Regions from separate parts of the Mus musculus genome. Here region 2 is linked to region 1. A link is a contact called in public capture Hi-C data. All regions are on one chromosome and are shown on one strand. Each heading gives the region's core, a stretch centred on a gene start, on an enhancer-like site or on the middle of the called end of the contact. The rest is flanking DNA. Distances are from core to core; before and after follow the strand shown.

Region 1 (6,100 bases), core at 2,099-4,598:
AATCAGAGGTAATGGAAAATAATTTTTACATATCACTGAGACAGGAGATGCTCCAAATATCATGACAGTGCCAGTTCATTGGGCACAGCAATCAGCATCTGAATACCCAGTGCACAAAACCATCCTCCAATATTTTGATATTTAAATTGTTTCAGCTCTGGCCAGTGGGGGTGCCCCCCCCTCCAGGCTGCCTGTTCCTCTCCCTGTGTTGTATTTGTGCATGCACAGGCACACTCGCTGGCTTTTGGTTTATTGTTTGTCTGTGTTTTGAGTCAGTTATCTCACTGGCCTGCAAATTGCCAATTAGGCAATCTGGCCAGGGAGCTGTAGGAACCTGCCTGTCTCTGGCTTGCCAGATCTAGGATTCTAAGCATTCACCACCACTCCTGGTTTTCACATGGGTTCTGGGGACTAAACTCAGGTCCTGGTGCCTGAAGCACTTCTGTGATGGAGTGGAGTCACTTCCCTAACCCCATTGCTTTCCTTGTGACGGGTATCTTTTTTAAAAAATTTATTTACTTATTTAATTTATTGTATGAATAGTTTATATTCATATAACTTATTTATATGAGTTATTTTATGTTTATGAGTACACTGTAGCTGTCTTCAGACACACAGATGATGGCATCAGATCCCATAGTGGTTGTAAACCACTATGTAGTTACTGGGAATTGAACTCAGGACCTTTGGAAGAACAGTCATTGCTCTTAACCACTGAGCCATCTTTCTACCCTGTGATGGTTATCTTATACTTTTGGGTCCTTTGTCACTTTTTGGCATAAGCTATTGAAAAGCATAGTTGTCTCTGTCAAGTCTTGTTTCAGCCATGGTCCTAATCCGTTCTTTCCATATCTGGAGAGAAGCCCCATTATCACTGGCTCAACCTCCCAAGTGTGGTCCACCTCCATTACCACTCCCCCTTCTCCTCAGGTTCCCTTCATTCTCTCACCCCATGGAGCAATGGTTGCCCTGGGGCATTTCTTTGGGTTTGACACCTTCTTCCAATTTGACCCTCCTAAGAACACAACCCTCTCATCTCCACTGGTCCTCTTTATACTGGGCTTTTTGTTTGCATGCTGTCATGCAAAGACTACCGTCATGTGGATCTGTATGTTGACTTGGTGACTTCCTCCCCCTTACCCTGCCTGGGTTCTGAAATCCCTCATCTGCTGCGATGGTTGATATTGACACAATCCAGAATCACTGAAGAGACAGGCTATGGGGCACATCTGTGAGGGAATTTCAAGATGAGTCCAAGTAGGAAGAGCCGCTCTGAATGTGGGCGGCACCACTCCTCAGGCTGTGGCTCTGGATTGAATAAAAAGAAGGCAAGCCGATTGTTCCTACGTCCTCAACTGCCAGTGCTTGTGCTTCTTGACTGTGGGTGTAGTGTGAGCAGTCACCCTACGACTTCCTCACCAGGGTGTACTGTACCCTAAACCTGTGAGCCACAAGAAGCCATTCCTTCCCGAAGTTGCTTTTGTCAGATGTGAACCTGTCTCCCAAAGGATGCCTCAAGCCTCAGCCTCACTCTCCTCCCCCCACCTGTCTCTTCCCATCCTCCCCCCCCTCCCCCCACCTGCCACTTTTCTCATCTTTGTGATCAAACTCCTTACAAAGAACAGCTTATAAGGAAGGGGGAGAGAGGAGGTATTATGGCTTACATCTTGAGGTACTATGATTCATCATGAGGAGAACGACATGGTGGCTGTTGGTTCAGTGCAGTAGGGGCATGAAGCTGCCTGCTCACATCTCAGCCAACCAGGAAGCAGTGGAAGGGACCGCTATGCTCAGCTGGCTTTCTTCCCCATGGCCCTTCCCCATGCTCAGCCTGGAACTTCAGCTCATCAGATGGGGCCAGTCACATTAGAGTGGGTCTTCCCTCCTCAGTCAGTCCTCCCTGAAAATGCCCTCACAGACAGAGTCACAGATGTGCCTCAGGATGGTCTAGTTGTTTCTTCATCCAGTCATGTTGAAAGTGAAGATGAACAGCCTCTGACTGCAGGACTGACCCATTCAGGCAAAGGCTGGGAAACTTGCTAAGTGAACTCACATGGTTGGGTGTTAGCATGTCCCTTAGAGGTCGAGGAGGGGCATTGCCTTCAGCTGACATAATCTCCACAAAAATCAATCTATTTGGCAGAGCAACAAAGAATCTAGAAGAGGAGCCTTCTTCTTCCTCCTTCTTCTTCTTCTTTTTTTTAATTAGATATTTCTTTATTTACATTTCAAATGTTTTCCCCTTTCCAGCTCTCCCCTTTGTAATCTTTCTATCCCATCTTCCTTCCCCCTGCCTCTCTGAGGGTGCTCCATCCCCACTCCTGTCTTCCCTCCTTGGTGTTCCCCTACACTACAGCACTGCACACCCTCAGGCCCAAGGGCCTCTCAGGAGGAGCCTTTTAATGGGAGTCTAAGGGACTGTGAAGTTGCTTCCTCAAGGAGCCAGCCTGTGTGTGTGTTGTGTGTGTGTGTCCTGAGTGCTGACCTTTTCTTAGTACACACTGATTCATTATCAGAAGGCCTTAGCCAAGTCAGGGCAGGTGGACAGAATATTTGCAGGCAGGCAGGCTCAGCCTCAGAGCTAAGCCTGCCATTTACTGACTAAGTCAAACTGACCCCTTGGGCAATTCACATGCATCTTGAGCCTCAATTTCCTCTTGTGTAAAGTATAGCACCGGTTAATCCCTGCCTCTGCCTCGAAGGATTGTTTTATAGATCTGTGGGACAGGAGCATAATGGATAGTCAATTAGCACGGCTTCCTTTCTACCCTCTCAAAGAAATGGACATGCTTCCCCTGGACTTGCAGGGCAAAATAGGGAACAATATCTGCTCTGGCCTTTGTCCCCACAGAGGTCTTTAGCCTGCACAACAGCCTCTTCCCCCATAGCCAGTCACCCCATGGTCTCTGTGGGCACCAGCATCTCTGTGGTTAGCCTGATAGTCCAGGGCTGCAGGGCTATCAATTTATTTATTTATCTGTGAAAATCCAGGTGGATCCCCCCCCACTTCTCCATAATTAAAGAAGTCACTCATTGGTTGCCATGGTGCCAAGCAGTCTTGATTGACAGGTACCATGGTGACCCTGTGAAGGAAGTGGTGAATGAAGGAAGGGCCTAAAGAAAGGAAGGCAATGCTTCCTGCTTTTGGTGTTAACAATAACAACAATTAAAATCAATTGTGAATCTTTACTCTTGTGTAAGTCATTGTCTGCACCGTCTTTGTTTTGGGCTGAAAAGCCAATTTAGCATTTCTTTGTGAATCATTTTGGTGAGTCACGTAGATACTATCTTTGCTTGTTGGCTAATAACTCACCCTTTAAAAGTTACAACATCACTTCCACTTTCATAATAGAGGTGACTTTAGGTCTTGGAATTTATGACTTCAGCTTAATACTGTTTTGGCTCCTATAGACTTGGGACCTTAATTTTGGCAAGAACCTGGTCCATCAGCCAGTGCAGACTCATGAACTGGGGTTGCATTTATTATTATAGTTTGTAGACTCTTACTGCATCATTTCTGTGGGAATGCCTCTTCTGGCTATGACAAATGCTTCTTGGGACAGGAATCCCTTTAAAACCAAGAGCATCCTTTAGATGATGTGTTGAATGTGAGCTGAAGGTGGGGGATGTAGGTTGGTTGGTAGGTTGAGTGCCCAGCTTGCATGAAACCTTGGGACTGATCCCCAATACTGCATAATCTAGATATTATGGTATGAGCCTGTAATCCCAGCAGTCGGGAGGCAGAGGCAGGAGGATGAGCATCTCCAGATCATCCTTAGCAACATGGTGAGTTCGAGGCTAGCTTGGTCTTCATAAGAAGCTGTCTCAAAAATACATAAAAAGGTGCAAATGTCTTCCTGAGTTTATGTGTGTCCAGTGATATACCCACCTTTTTAAAATCAATTACTCCATCAAGGAGGCTCAAGATTCTAGTTTATCTTACTCACCGAGTGTGTATGGAACACCCATGCATCCCAGATGAAAGCTGTGCTGCCAGGGACCGGGGAGGGGCTATGCACTAAACATGACTTTTTCTTTTGAGGCACTCATTGCCTGACTAGGAGAACCAATGAGACACTCTGTGACAGAATCTAGAATCAATTGGGAGACAAGCCTCTTAGCATGCTTGTGAGCTATTACAGTGATTACATTAATTGACATGGGAAGGCCTGTCCACTGTGGGCGACCCCATTCCCTGGCTGGGATCCTGGATGGTGTGAATGGAGAAAGAGCGGAACAGCAGAAGCACTCATCACTTTTTGCTTCCTGACTGCAGATGTCACGTGACCAGCTGCTTCCAGCTCCTGCTGCCTCTGTTTTCCTACCACACTAAACTGTATCTTGAATTGTGAGTAGAATAAACCTTTCTTCTCAAGTTGTTTTTATTTGAGTACTTATTATAGTAATAGGAAAAAAGACCAAGACACCAGCACTGTAATTCTCAGACAAATAGGGAGAGCAGCCCTGACTCTTTGGTTACAAATAAAAATAAGGTGAGTCTAAATGCTAGTTTCATGTAGATGTGGCTGTGGATGCTGGAAGGGTCTGAGTCCTACCATGCCCTGCTGTGTCAGGGGACCTAGAGTGGCATCCAGTATCATCTGAGAAATACCCTCTGAATGTTAAGTCTCATGGTCCCTGGTTGTGTGACATGTTAGCTGTCACTCAAAGAGCCAGGGTCACCACTGCATATGTGAGGGAGATTCCCATTGGTACACTCTTGGGTGACTAGGACTCCCCTCCATGTCCTTGCTGCTGATGGCCGATGGGGAACCTCACTAAAGCTGGCCAGACTTTCCCTGAGTCCGCTCTGGCAGAAAACTCCGTCCTAATTAAATGTTTCTTTCCACATAAAATTCCACAGTGCCTTAACTCAAATTAGAAAGCCACTGTTTTGACAGATGATGTCATTTAATTTTAGGATCATTGTGCTTCTGGTATTCAACTGCAGATTAAATTGGACCCCATCTTGAAGCTTTTGTGTGTTTTGAAGTATTACGTTTCTGCAAATATCATGATGGGTGTGTGGATCCCCTTTGTGCTGAGAGGGTCCTAGATGTGGGCGGTGATGGTGCTGGCTAACCATTTGGCTGCTTTGTAACCTGGCTGCTGCAATGGCGCTGTTTCTTCCCATGTGTCTGATGTCCACAGACAGACTTTGTCAAGTGTGTCAGAGGAGCCTACCATTGGCCTCTTCTCCCTTGACTTGAACTCCAGTAGAGACTCCCAAACAGCCTAAAGCAGCTGCCATTTCTCTCCTTCCTCTTCTCCTCATTCCTGCATTGCAACTGAGAGTCCTTGCCACTGTCTCTGTACCCCACTTTCATTGTATGAAGATGATAGGATCTAACAAATACGCTCCTCTGGAAAGCTACCACCAATCTAGTTCCGCAGCCCATCTCCTATTGCCCCTCAGCCTTGTGTATCCATGAAGGCTGTCAGGCCTTCTGAAGTCACAGGCAAGGCTCCATTGGAAGGAGCAGTGCCTGCTTGCAGATGAACTGAGCCTGGAGTGTCAAGTATACTGCTAGCCTATGGGTTTTTTTTTTCTCTACTTGTTTGCTGGTGTCTTCTGTAATGGGGCTCCTGACTCCATAAACCCTTTCTCCTGTCTCTCCAACAGCCTCCAGCCCAGCTTCTGACCCCCCCCCCCCCCGCACCAGTTTTCTCTGGCTAGCTCAGTTGGTTCTGGGTGGCCTGCCATGTGCTTATACCCACTGATTGTTACACGCTGCAACTGTGTGGCCTTAGCACACTCCACTGCTCCTCTTCCTTTTCCTCTCTACCCCAGCAGTTCTCAGCCTGTGGGTTGGAGCCTCTTTGGGGGATCACATATCAGATATCCTAAATATCAGATATTTACATTGATTCATAACAGTAGCAAAACTACAGTTATGGAGTAGCAATGAAAATAATTTTATAGTTGGGGTTCACAACATGAGAAATTCTATTAAATGGTTATAGCATTAGGAAGGTTGTGAACTACTGCTGTAGCCCATGGAGGAGGCAATGAGGAACCTGTTTCTAAGATGCGTGTGGCCATAACTTACTCAGGGCCACCTATCTGGCATGCAGGGACAGGCCAGAGTGCAGCAGGATC
Region 2 (6,569 bases), core at 380-2,879, 180 kb before region 1:
TCCTCCTCCTCCTCCTCCTCCTCCTCCTCCATCTCCTCCTCCTCCTTCTGGCTGTTGAAAGATGCTACCGTGAACACTGACATGCAGGTTTTGTGGAATGTGTTTTCACTCCGTGTGGGATGTACATTTGGGCCATATCCCACTCTGCAGCGTTTTGAGGCACTGTCAGATTGCTGAGGATGGCTACCACCAGGATCTGAGGGCTCCATTCTCCATTCAGGAGGCCCTGAATAGGTGGGACCTGCATCTTTGACTGCAGCTGCTGTAGTAGCAAGAAGGGAAGGAGGGATTCGTGGCTCTGGTTTAATCTGCATTTCCCTCGTGCCCCGTGTTGTTGAGCATCTTCTCCTGTGCTGACCGGCCATCCACACATTTCCATTACAGTCCTTTGCAGCCTTTACTGTCTTTGGAGCCAGGGATTGAACTCAGAGTCTCATGCACATTGAACACAAACTGTACCACCCAGACCATCAATCCTTCGCTGGCTCTGCATGTTGTATGGATGTAGGAGCTCTTAGTGTGATCCAGAGGGTGCATTCTTGTCAGGTCTCCGCTCTGCAGGAACGTGCACCATTTCATTTGTCTTTTGAGAGAGACGACACTCTTGTTTTCTTGCTCAGACTGGTCTTCAATTCTAAGGCTCGAGGGATGGGCACATTTCATCCTCCAAGTGGCTGAGACACCTGAGTGTCCACCACCATGGCCCTGCCCACTTGTGACGTCTTTCACAGACATGCCTTTCTTCCTTTGATGGAATCCAGTTTCTCTGCATGTTATGTTAGCACACCGCATATGCTTTTGGTGTGGTTCAGGAGAGATCACTGAGCCCAAAGCTCCACTGTTTGCTTTTTGACAGGATGTGTCTATGTAGCCCAGGCTGGTCTCATACTTGCTATGTAGACCAGGCTATCCTCAAAGTCTGGGCCTTCTGCTCCAGCTTTCCAAGAGCTGGGATTATAAGCACGTGTCACCATGCTTGATCTTTTATGGTAAATTTAGTGTTGGAAATTTATCTTTTTCAAGATTTTTTTTTCCTGACTCTTCTGGGTGTCTTCCATTTCCATATGAAGTTTAGGATAAACCTGTTAGTTTTTTCAAAGAAGCCAGCAAGGATTTGGATGCTGACTTCATTGCCTCTGTAGGCGAATCTGGGGAGTTTAGCCATAGTAACCATCATAGTGGTATGCACCTGTGACCACAGCACTCTGTAGGATGTAGGAGGAGGGTGGAGAGTTCAGGGCTACTCTGGTTACAGAGTGAGTTCTAGACTAGCCTAGGCGACATAGCTCTGTCTCAGCTCTTCCAATCTCCCTAAAAAGCAAAACAAACCACATTGTCTTTCATCCTATGAATAGAGAGTGTCTGTATAAAGAGCTGAAATCACCGCCCCCCATTCTCTTTCCTTTCTTCTCATCCCTCTTGCCTTCCCCCCTCCTCTTCTCTTCCACCTCCACCTTTTCCTCCCTTTTCCCCTCCCTTCTCTGCCTCTTCCCAGCACAGGGGATTGAACCCTCAGATTCACACATAGCAGGCAAAGAGCTCCACTCATGAACCGCAGAGCCGCAGTCTCAGCCCAGGGGGATCCCTCAGCCCCCTCCATGGCTTCCTGCTGCAATGGCGGTTTCTTTTTTAGTTTCTGGTTTTGCTTCCCTTGTTTGTATTTCGCATGTTCACTTCCTGTTTTATCTCATTGCCTGGGTTAGATGACGTGTTTTTGGGAATTTCCAGTTGAAGGTAGATTATCGTCCCATTTTCTGAATTCAGTACTTTTCTTAGTTTTCAACATTTTTTTCAAGGTTCTGTCTATTTGGAACTGTAGCTTAAAAACAAATTCATAAAGATTTCAGTCCAGCGAAGAATTCCTTATAAAGCAGGCAGAATTGGGAAAGTGATCTGTTTTAGCTCTTTTAGCTTTTTCTCTTTTAATGTATATAAAAGAAACTTAATTTTCTAAACTTAAAGAAGTGTTTTTAGGTAGGCATCGCTCTGTGCTGCCCACGCTGATCTGCTCTGGGACTCAAGTGACTCTTCTGTTCTAGCCTTTAGGTACCTCACTGGTCCTACTGTGTGCACCACTATGTCAGGCTAAGTGGACATTATGTGTAGTTTTGAATATGTAATCTCTCTGTGTGGTAGCTGCAGATATTATGTAGAAAACACAGTGTGTCTGTGTCTTGTATTCTGGAGAGTGTGCAGGCGAGTTGTGTCCCAAAGCTCCTTCCCATGATGCTTTGGCCTTTAGAGCTCTGTCGCTTTTTGCAGTTTCAAAGGCATTCCTGGCCGACTCATTTAGTTATAACCTGTGATTTTAAAAGTCTATCCACAGAGGCTGGAGAGACAGCTCAGATGTTAGGAGCGCCTGCTGCTTTTGCATAGGATAGGAGTTCAGTTCCCAGCAACCGTATCTCGTGGGTTACAGCCACCCTGTAATTCCAATTCCAGAGGATCTTAGGCTTCCTTCTGACCTCCGTGGGGCACCCGTATTCATGATTCATGTGCACACGCACACACACCTCTCACATGTCTTCAGTGACAGTCAAATGCCCTGTTGTTTTGAACACCTACTGAGAACTGTAGACCTTTCCTAAATGTCCACATTACTTCATTTTAGCCTTTCCAGCCACCAAAAACATTAGACTATGCCCTCTTTCTCCAAGAGGCAAAATGGCAGAGCTGGCTACTTGATGGACTATGGCTCAGTGTGCTAACTGCACTGTGCTGCCCTCTGCTCTGCCCTGCCAGACTGTTCCAACAACGCCACCACCTTCCTTCTGATGTTGGAACGAAGCGGGTCTCCGCTTACTTTGCATTTGGAACTGGACTGGTGAGCTGATACCAATGACTAAGGCCTCTCAGCTTGAGTGTCTTCGAGATGCTTCTGCTAGAAATTTGCATAAACATCTGGGCCCTGGACTCAGAGGTTGTGACTACTCAGCCTGCTGAAAAATCAGGACAAGGATGTGCTGATTAATGCCCCCCCCCCTCCCGCCGCAGGCCAGGGGTTCAGGCATGAGTGTGGGGATTTGATTGCATCTCAAGATTTTGCCTGGGACCATTTTGTACTCTCTCAGATCCTCTCAAGGTTGCTGCCCACGTTAGCCCGGCACAGCTTTGTCCCCAGGCTTCCAGGACTTGTGTCATCTGGAAGTCCATGGCACACAGTGCTAGAAACCAGCTGTGCCCAGGCTTTCTCCCGGGGGAACCTTTCTAGGGTCTGAAGTCATTTCAGTTCCATCTGTAGGGAAGGCTCACCATTTGCCACCATGTTACATTCATATGGCAGGAAGAAGGAGAGTCTAGATTACAGGACTGTTCCAGTCTTCCATCTGTGATAGGTCCCATGAGAACCATGGAGCACGGTGACCAAGGTTTGGGCCCTCAGTTTCCTGTCTCTTGGATTTAGCCACAAGGGCCCCAGCTGAGGCCACCATCACAAGTATCTGTTGTCATGTTCAGGAGGCAGGCTGTCAGGTGAGGGGCTGGGGGTCTCCCAGTACCTGATGGAGGCAGTCAACATGTTTGCCTCTCTTTTATCTCTCTCTTTGTCCCCTGTCACGGCTGACACTAGCACACAGGAGTCCTTCTGAAGCAAGGCTGAGTCCTGTGCAGGTTTGAGTGACCACATACTGGAGACCCAATCAAAACACATGCGGAAGCATTCAGTAGATTGTTGAGACCTAAGGTTTCTTAGACCAAGGGCACAGGGAACTGACCGAGCGACAAGGCATTGATCACGTGAGCTCTTTCACATGAGTTGCCTCTGCTTATCAGAAGATTCTCTTAGGAAAAACAATGGCATCAGACCAGGGGAAAATATTCTCCAAACATGGATGACTAAAGACTCAGGTTTGGAACCTGAAGAATGAGCCCAGCTCCCAGTTCCGTAGTAAGACGAACGACCTAATTTTAAAAACTGCCAGAAGCTTTGAACAAATACTTCACAAAGGGAGATACAAGTGTGGCCAGTTAATCATAGGGAAGGGTGCTCAGCGCCTGCTTATCAGGGAACTGCCAAGCAACTCCAGCAGAATGGCAAAAGCCACAGGCACCCGTGACATCAAACCATCTGTGTGTGCATGAAGCACCGTGGTCCTTGCATGTCCTCCCTGTGAGCGGGAACTGATGTTACCACTCTGGAAGAGTCTGGCTGCCCCAGGGCAGGGGGAAGAGGCTCAGTGCGAACAGTGCAGGACAGGACTGATACTGTGAGGCTATGTGTGGGAACACACCATCAGGATAGCTTCTAGGAGATGTGTGAGCTGGGGCACCCCATACCCCAGAGCCTCTGAGTTTGCCTAGCTCTTGTAGGCCGTTGTCTAAAGTATTCACCATATGTGCAGTACATAGTCTGTTTCTCTGCCTTCCTATTTACTGGAATGTTCCCCATAGATTCTAAGCTGGGCATCTGTCTGTTAGTGCACAGGCCCCAAGGGAGGGGCAGTAGTAGGTACCTGCAAGTAAAGAAACCTGGGGTTGGCCTTGCTTTCTCTGAGTGGGCGTGGTCGGAATTGCAACAGAAACCTGGCTGTGAGGCATCTGGGCTGTGTCTTGTGTACTGCAGGGCTGCAGAGCAGTTCACATATGGCCATCTCAGGTCCATTAGGCGGCTGCAGCAAAATCCTGTAGACCTGGGGCTTCTGAATAGCACATGGTTATTTTCCAAAAGCAGCAACACTAGGGTCTGGGGTCTGGTGAGGGCTGCTGCCAGTGCACAGGTGCCTTGTCTCCCATGGCCAGTCTCATGTGTAAGGGCCCTAGTCCCATTCATAAGGACTTCTGACCTGACGGTCTCTCAGAGGGCAGAGGACCACAGATACTCAGTCTGTTGCAGGGAGATGCCTCTGCGCTGTGATTCAGGGATGCTAGTGTGGTGAGGCGTATGGATAGCTGTGGAACGCAGAGGAAACCTTGCAGGGACCCCTTGTGCACCTTCTGGGTCACGTAGTAAGGGTCCAGGCAGAGCTGAGGTCTGTGGGGTATCAGGAGGAGTTTTTAGAGAAGGCCAGTATGCATGGTTTTCTCATATGGCTTTGTTAGCACAGAAATATCTAGCAACCCATTGCCAAGGCCATGGCTAGAGGGGGTGGGGGGTCATTTATCAAGAGAACTGTGTGGATTATGGTAGCTTTTCTCCCCAAAGGAGCAATGAGGTAGGGAACACATGATTGGCAGAGTCTTAGCCTGCCATTGGGTCTTCCTGGCTGTGTGACTTCTGAGGCTTCTCAGCGCCTCTCAGAGCTTCAGGCATCCTTGTGTGAGATGATAAACCTTTCCTAGGACACACAAACACATTTATCCCCAATAGGGAACTGTCAAAAGACCAAAGTCCAGATACCACCAAAGTCCAACTTGGGGTTACTTACAGGAGCAGAAGTGACTCAGAGCCAGCTGCATCACCGAAGGCCCCCCTCCCCCCCCAGCATGGATGACAGCTCACAAAAGCTGGGAACCTGGAGCATGCTTGCTGCACAGCCTGCAGGCAGCTCAGTAGGTTGGAGAGTCCTTTGCAAGTGATTCAGTTGGTTTAAATCTCTTCCAGGCAGCTGTGCTGGTTGAATCTTCTTTGCAGATTGTCTTATCTAAGGGTGACACTTGGTGGCTTTATTGGTTAGTCTGATACTGAGGGACCTAGGGAATCTAGTCAGTTTCAGGGACTTCCTGAAACTGTTTTGAGTTGTTTTCCTTCTTTCTTTTCTTTTCTTTTTTTGGTTTTTCAAGACAGGGTTTTTCTGTGTAGCTCTGGCTGTCCCAGAACTTACTCTGTAGACCAAGTTGGCTTCAAACTCAGAAATCCACCTGCCTTTGCCTCCCAAGTGCTGGGATTAAAGGCGTGCGCCACCACTGCTGGCCCTTCTTATTATCTTAAAGCTTTCCTGCAGGATGGAATGTTTCAATCTTGGAGGAAACTGCTCTGCAAGACCTTGTCTGCAAGGAAGTGGGTCTAGTTCTGGAATGCAAGTTGATTAAATAAAGCCTGTGGTTTATGGACATAGACTGGGTGCTTACCCACCGGAGTTGTTATTGCTGATCACCGTTGGGAGGCCTTAGTGGAAGGAAACATGCTATAAGCCAGGAAGATTCAAGTCTAAGGTGGTATCATCTTCTAGTCATGTGGCTCCACGTGTCATGTTCTGAGAAGCTGAACAAAATGCATTCCCCAGTCCTCCGGTCATGATGCACTCTTGTTCGTTCTCATGAATGATGTCACACGTGTTGTGTGACAACCTCCTCATGCCTGAGAAGCTGGGCCCTCTTAGCAAAAGGCTGGATGTGCTTAAAGTCACTGGTCATGGGTGGCTGTCTTGCGGTGTTCACAGGGGTCCTAGAGCCTCAGGAGCGATGAGTCACAATAGTCTTCTCTCTTCTCCTTTATGAAAAGAGGTTCCAGGTGTCTTTCTTTTGTCCCTTTGGAAGTTTCTTCAAAAACATCTTGCTTTCTCTTTGTGATTCAGCTTTCGGAAGAAGAGAAAATCCAGCGCTACAGCATCCTGTCTGAGCTCTACGAGCTGATTGGCTTCCACCGCAAGTCAGCATTCTTCAAGCGAGTGGCTGCCATGCAGTGTGTGGCG

What was found. Capture Hi-C pulls out chosen DNA fragments and counts their contacts.
Region 2: a capture Hi-C map of bone marrow-derived macrophages shows a contact between it and region 1, with 4 times the contacts expected there. The contact joins two enhancer-like sites. A contact is called at or near these places in 2 of 15 datasets of contacts at CTCF or cohesin (large pre-B cells and stem cell-derived epiblast-like cells), 5 of 484 Hi-C or Micro-C datasets (bone marrow-derived macrophages, nephron progenitors, peritoneal macrophages and 1 more), 3 of 115 datasets of contacts at active chromatin or transcription factors (embryonic basal ganglia, embryonic forebrain and embryonic midbrain) and 2 of 9 other capture datasets (bone marrow-derived macrophages and embryonic stem cells).

The regions. Positions count from the first base shown.
Region 1 is chr15:72,834,294-72,840,393 of GRCm38.p6, reverse strand. The region is part of intron 16 of Trappc9 (trafficking protein particle complex 9); the gene reads left to right. Gm41343 (a long non-coding RNA gene) reads right to left here. Exons shown (of 3, transcript XR_001781663.2): 1 at 1-6,100. Among named protein-coding and RNA genes, the nearest start is that of Gm41343, 5.6 kb to the right of the region's middle. Within about 2 kb of position 3,348, at least 53 of the 459 cell types and tissues checked have an H3K27ac peak or open chromatin away from gene starts, as enhancers often do. A contact at or near this core is called in bone marrow-derived macrophages, where this site is marked.
Region 2 is chr15:73,012,906-73,019,474 of GRCm38.p6, reverse strand. Trappc9 (trafficking protein particle complex 9) reads left to right here. Exons shown (of 22, transcript NM_180662.2): 7 at 6,453-6,569. Among named protein-coding and RNA genes, the nearest start is that of Gm31665, 44 kb to the right of the region's middle. Within about 2 kb of position 1,629, at least 16 of the 459 cell types and tissues checked have an H3K27ac peak or open chromatin away from gene starts, as enhancers often do. A contact at or near this core is called in bone marrow-derived macrophages, where this site is marked.